2 separate regions of the Sus scrofa genome follow, and region 1 is linked to region 2. The links are chromatin contacts, called in public Hi-C maps. All regions are on one chromosome and are shown on one strand. Each heading gives the region's core, a stretch centred on a gene start, on an enhancer-like site or on the middle of the called end of the contact. The rest is flanking DNA. Distances are from core to core; before and after follow the strand shown. Region 1 has its middle 300 kb from the start of VLDLR. Region 2 overlaps LOC100737021 (a long non-coding RNA gene).

The links. Hi-C and Micro-C count contacts between places; a contact is called where the count stands out from the background.
Region 1: a contact with region 2 is called in a Hi-C map of heart right ventricle, with 2.2 times the contacts expected there. The contact joins two enhancer-like sites. A contact is called at or near these places in 1 of 47 Hi-C or Micro-C datasets (heart right ventricle) and 1 of 2 datasets of contacts at active chromatin or transcription factors (skeletal muscle).

Annotation. Positions count from the first base shown.
Region 1 is chr1:219,510,265-219,513,204 of Sscrofa11.1, forward strand. No RefSeq gene overlaps it. Among named protein-coding and RNA genes, the nearest start is that of VLDLR, 300 kb to the left of the region's middle. Within about 2 kb of position 1,252, at least 2 of the 83 cell types and tissues checked have an H3K27ac peak or open chromatin away from gene starts, as enhancers often do.
Region 2 is chr1:219,336,863-219,339,668 of Sscrofa11.1, forward strand. All of the region lies in intron 5 of LOC100737021 (a long non-coding RNA gene), which reads left to right. Among named protein-coding and RNA genes, the nearest start is that of VLDLR, 130 kb to the left of the region's middle. Within about 2 kb of position 1,414, at least 4 of the 83 cell types and tissues checked have an H3K27ac peak or open chromatin away from gene starts, as enhancers often do.

The DNA of each region.
Region 1 (2,940 bases), core at 2-2,501, 170 kb after region 2:
TTAAGAAATGGGGTTAAAGCTTCTCTTTCTGATGCTTTTAAAGATTTACTTCCTATAACCTTCTTCTAGGTCCATATTCCCAACATGTGGAATTTTTAACACCCTTGTAAAGAAAGAGTATATTGTCATCATACAAATGATTATTTTTATTGTGGGCTTGCTGCATGGTTTTGAGGTGCTTTACTGTGTATTTCTAGGTGAAGTAACTGAAATACTAAGCACCTATTTTCTTCCTTTCAGGACAGCATAGTTCAGTAGAAAATGTCCTACTTTCCAGTCCTAGATATGCAAATAATCAGCTCTTGGGTTAAGAGTGTCCAGTTCACCTTTCTGGACTTCAGCTTCTTCATCTATAAAGTGAGGGAGTTGGTAGTCTCAGCAGACATCTGCCTACTAACTGACATGAACTGTTCATGGTTACACTTGACTCATACAGTCCCTACCTTGACCCCTTGGACCATCTAGCATCTAGTTGTTCTTTCAAATGCAACTCCTGGTCACCTGGAAATCTTAAGGATTTTTCCTCCCCACCACCTTCCTTGGTTCCCAGACTTGGTTAATGGACCTTATTTTAGACCCCATAATTCCCTTCATGTAAAACAGTAAAGTTTATTATGCAGAAGAATGAAATAACTCGCCAAATGCACACATTTAATAAGAGGCAGAACTAAGATTTGAATCCAGGTCTTTCTAATTCTTAGTCTTCTTCCCTAACTGCTTTGTTATAACATTCCCTCTTCTCAACAATTAAGTGGCCATATACCAAACTAAGGGTACATTTGGCACTATTTGGAGACACTTTCAGCTGTCACATTTTGAGGGCCTGCTACTGGCAGCTAATGTGTAGAATTCAAGGTTGCTGCCCATTACCCGCAATGCATGAGATAGCCTCCCACTGTGAGGAATTACCTGGCCCCAAATGTCAATGCGCTGAGGTTGTGTAAGCCTGCTCATATCAAAGCACAGAGGTTGTTGCTTTCTATACTAGCTGTGAGATCATTCCTGACACCTTCAGATGGATGAATCACCTTGGTTTATTTGCCTCCAGGGCCAAATGATATTGAGGCCACCCCCGATTTTATATTTGTTTCTTGAACAAGAGGAAAAAGTGTTCCTTATTCTCAGAAAGGAAATGGCCTAGCCAATGTGGAGGCAGCTGGTTTCCAGCAAGAGTGTCAATGCCAGGGGCCCACACTGAAGCCAAGTAGGATGAGCACACACCACAGAGCATGTGAAGCAGGGGTGTTGGGTGGATAGCACCCAAGTCCCAGGGTAGGGAGTGAGTAAGGGAGAAGGATGCAGGTGCCAGTGTCCTGGGGGTGGGGGGGCTGGGAGTGGTCTAAGAGACAAAGAGAGGTCCTGCCTCAGCCCTGTAGCTCCCACCTCCACACTCAACCTCTTTAGCAGCCGCTTCTGGCTCCACATAAGACTGTGACTCCAGGGATTTGGGGCTTTTTTTGTACTGAGCTAGACTCTTTTATCCTTCATTCTTTTTTCTTGCAATCCCTCCTTTTGTGTTTTTTTTTTTTTTTCTAAGAAAACTTGAAGCACACTATCTTTTTTTTTTTTTTTTTTTTTTTTTACTATTTTTCAGTCTCCTAACTGGGGGCTTCTTGAGGATATATGTTTTCTGGAGGTGACATCTAAGCAGCTGTGGGATTGAAATGGGGCCTGGTATGTAGCACATGCTTTATTTGTGGGAATAAAGGATTTTCTAAGAGATCATCTTAGTAACAACACAGAAGCATGACAGGTTTTCTGTGCCTCTTAATGATCTCTCCTTTTAAGGTCACAGGCCATATTAATAGAATTTCAGCTGTCTTAATTAGGATAATGTCTGGCTTTAACATATTGTGGCAGAGGAGTCGATCTGAGTCCACAAATGCTTACTGAACTTCTACTAGTCAGTGTTTCAAGGGCTCTAAGAGATATACAGATAAATAAATCATGATTTCTGTATCAGAAAGTTAAATTCAGTGGGGGGGGAAAGGCCAATTTGCAAAGTTAGCTAGTTCAAACAAATTATGACAGATTCGAAAGTGGGAATATAAGCAAAGGGTGACAGGAGCACAGAAGAGAGAGAAATTGAGAGAATTTTGTCTCAACAAGGAAAGCTTAGAGATGAGGTGGCATCTAAGCTGGGTCCTGAAAGCTGGGGAGATACTGATTGGTTCCCTCATAAAACTAGACATGCCTTGATAGGACCCACATGACATAGAGGCATGATGCCTTTGACATTATTTTTAAACTTTTAATGTGAATAAAAGGTATAGACAGAAAAGTGCATAATTGTATCATAATTGTATCACTCAGTGAACTGTCTCACAATGAGCACACTTGTGTGGCTACTTCCAGGTTAAGAAATAGAATAGCACCCTGTTTCCAGAAGACCCCTTTGTGTTCCTCCCAATGCTATCCTTCCCAGCCCCCTAAAATTTCCTACTCTCCTGTTTATAGCACAATAGATTCATTTTGCCTGATTTTATAAAAAATGGGATTTTATGATATGTTTTTGCTTGTGTCTTACTTTTTTGGTCAAAATTAGTCTTATAAGAATCATCCATTTTTTCACCCTGAAAAACTATAGTTTGCTCATTTTCATTGCTGTATAGCATTCCATCATATGAATAGGTCACCATTCATTTGAAATTTAGAACTGATCCATTCTATTGTGGATGATAAGTTATTTGTTTCCATTTTTGGCAACTTGAGGTAATGCTCTTTATGTTGCTATTTTTGTATGTACCTTTGGTGGCTGTGTCTATGCTTCTTTATTGGCTTGGGATTAAATTTCTAAAAACCGTTTAATTCCATGAGTGTTCTGAAGACTGAATGTACACAGATGTCCTCATTTCTTCTGAATTTGGAGTGAAATCCTGAACCTGAGGTAGTGACTGAGAGATGGATGAGATTATGCTAAACCAAGAGGTTTGATAGAAT
Region 2 (2,806 bases), core at 164-2,663:
TTCTGTGAGGCTCTTTCCAGATCTAATCTTGAATGAAAATAACTTTTGAGTCTCTGGACCATTTAGAATTGCAGCCAGGAGTTCCTGTTGTGGCACAGTGGAAACAAATCCTACTAGTACCCATGGGGTTGCAGGTTCAGTCCCTGGCCTCACTCAGTGGGTTAAGGATCTGGCGTTGCCCATGAGCTGTGGTGTAGGTTGAAGATGTGGCTCAGATCCCAAGTTACTATGGCTGTGGTGTAGGCCCCCAGCTGTAGCTCTGATTCAGCCTCTAGCCTGGGAACTTCCATATGTCATAGGTGTGGCCCTAAAAAGAAAAAAAGAAAAAAAATTTGGTCAAATTCAGAGAACATGATGGCTTAGGGCATAGGGCATTGGCAAATAGTGTTGGTTAACCCAAGTTCTTTGTGGATTTCTGCCACTGTAGAATCTGACTTGGAAAGAATGCTTTTAGAATCCTTTAGGGCAACAAGTTAGGGATACTCATGGGCTGTCCTGTGGGCTTCATCCACATGAGGCTGCTTTAAAAACACTTTTTTTTTAAATTGAAGGTTAGTTGATTTGCAGTGTTGTGTTAGTTTCAGGTATACAGCAAAGTGGTTCAGTTATATACATGTATATTCATTCTCAGAGTCTTTATAGATTATCACAAGATATTTTTATTAGAATATAGTTAATTCACAACGTCCTGTCAATTTCTGTTGTATAGCATAGTGACCCAGTACACACACACACACACACACACACATTTTTTCTCATACCATCTTCCATCTTGTTCTACCCCAAGAGATGGGGCATCGTTTCCTTTGCTGTACAGTATTATTGAATATAGTTCCCTGTGCTATCCTGTAGATCCTTGTTGTTTATCTGTTATATATATAGTAGTGTGTATCTGTTAGTCACAAACTCCTAATTTATCCCTCCCAAGCACAACCCCCACTCCCTGAGCTATCCCCTTCGATAATCGTAAGTTTATTTTCTATGTCTGTGAGTCTGTGTCTGTTTTGTAAATAGTTCATTTGTATCATTTTTTAGATTCCACACATAAGTGATATATGCTATTTGTCTTTCTCTGTACAAAAATTATTTGGTTTTCATTGTGCTTGTTTATTCTGTGAATAAGGGTCTAATATAACTTTCTCTGAGCACCATTTCTGCCTGCAAACTGTTCCATAGGTTCCTGGTAAAGCTCATTTGCCCAGCAGGGTACACATATAGTCAAACCACTATATTCACATAGATGAAATTTTACTATCATTTTAATGAAAATATTCAGCTCCTCATGGGTTTATTTTTGCCATGCCGAAAGAGTAAGAGCATAAAAAACTGGTGGTAACTTGGTAGTGAAGGACTTCAGGGTGGCATATGTTAATTCACAGAATCGTGATTCCTTTTCCCAGTCCCCTGGCTTTCTCTCCCTGCCTCCCAGCGCCCAGATGGCTGCCTCCTCTCAGATCCACGTCCCTCCCTTTAATTTGTCCCGCTTGCATTTCATCTTCCTTAATCACTGTTTTCATCACATCACTCCCTTGCTCAGAAACCCTCCAGGGATCTTTATTTCCCACCACATCAAATCTAAACGTGGCTGCCTGTTTTCAAGGCTTCTCCTAATCTATTCTTTCCTTGTGTCTCCAGCTTTATTTCCTTTGCCAAATGTGGTTCTGGTTCCCGTGGTTCAGAGATAATGGAATTTTTGTACACACACACAAAAATTGAAATCTGCATCATTTTTTTAAACAGAGTTCAGCCCAGTTCCCTTATACAAAGCACACATTAGCAGTGATTAGTTACCCCCCCCCATCCCCACCCCCAGGCCGTGTAAGCAAGACTGAAGCGTCCTCTGGGGGCAGCATGTGGAGGAAAACAGTTTATGCCCCATTCTTTCCCCATATCCTGGGAGAAGATGAGGCGCTGAGAAAGATGACTACTCACTAGAGTGGTTTGTGAAGAGCTCTGCCATTTTGATAAGACAGGCAGAATGCAAGTATCTTAGAAGGCAACTATAAAAGATATTAAATTTCAGACCAGAAGCAGTTGGTTCAAAAACTTGGAAAGAGGTACACCTGTATGAGGTAAAACTCAGCAGATGACAAAGTCCCAGAAAAAATGCTGGCGAGGTTGGGAAAGGAGATTCTAGAGTAGGTTTACCTATCAGAGTAGGCTTATAACATCTGTGACTGTAGTTTATTTTCAACTATTTAATTATTATGAGGTGTTTGTATTTGTCATGTACTTTAAAAAAATCCTCACAGATGCAAACCTGGTTTTATTTTTTATTTTTTAAACATATAATTGATTTACAATGTCATGACAATTTCTGCTGTACAACAAAGTAGCTATTTTTCTTTAACTACTTCAGTAAGTTCTGACTGTTCCACTTAGTAGCCATATCATTTGGGGGCAGATTTCTTTATCTAGGAGTTCCTGTTGTGGCTCAGTGAGTTAAGAACCAGACTAGTATCCATGAGGATGTGGATTCAATCCCTAGCCTTGCTCCACGGGTTAAGGATATGGCGTTGTCGCAAGCTGGTATAGGCCAGCAGCTGCAGCCCTGTTTCAGCCCCTAGCCCAGGAACTTACATATGCTGCAGGTGTGTCCCTAAAAAGAAAATAAAAAGTTCTTTATCTATAACGTGAAGGTAATAATGCTGCATAGTACGTGAGATTGTGGGGAGGACTAAATAATACATTTAAAGGGCATAGAACAAGGTCAAAGACAGAAATATTAGCTATTATTCATATCATCCTTATTATTATCAGTACACATAAAGCTGTGCTTCATTTTAGCAGCTGCAAAAGTTCCACC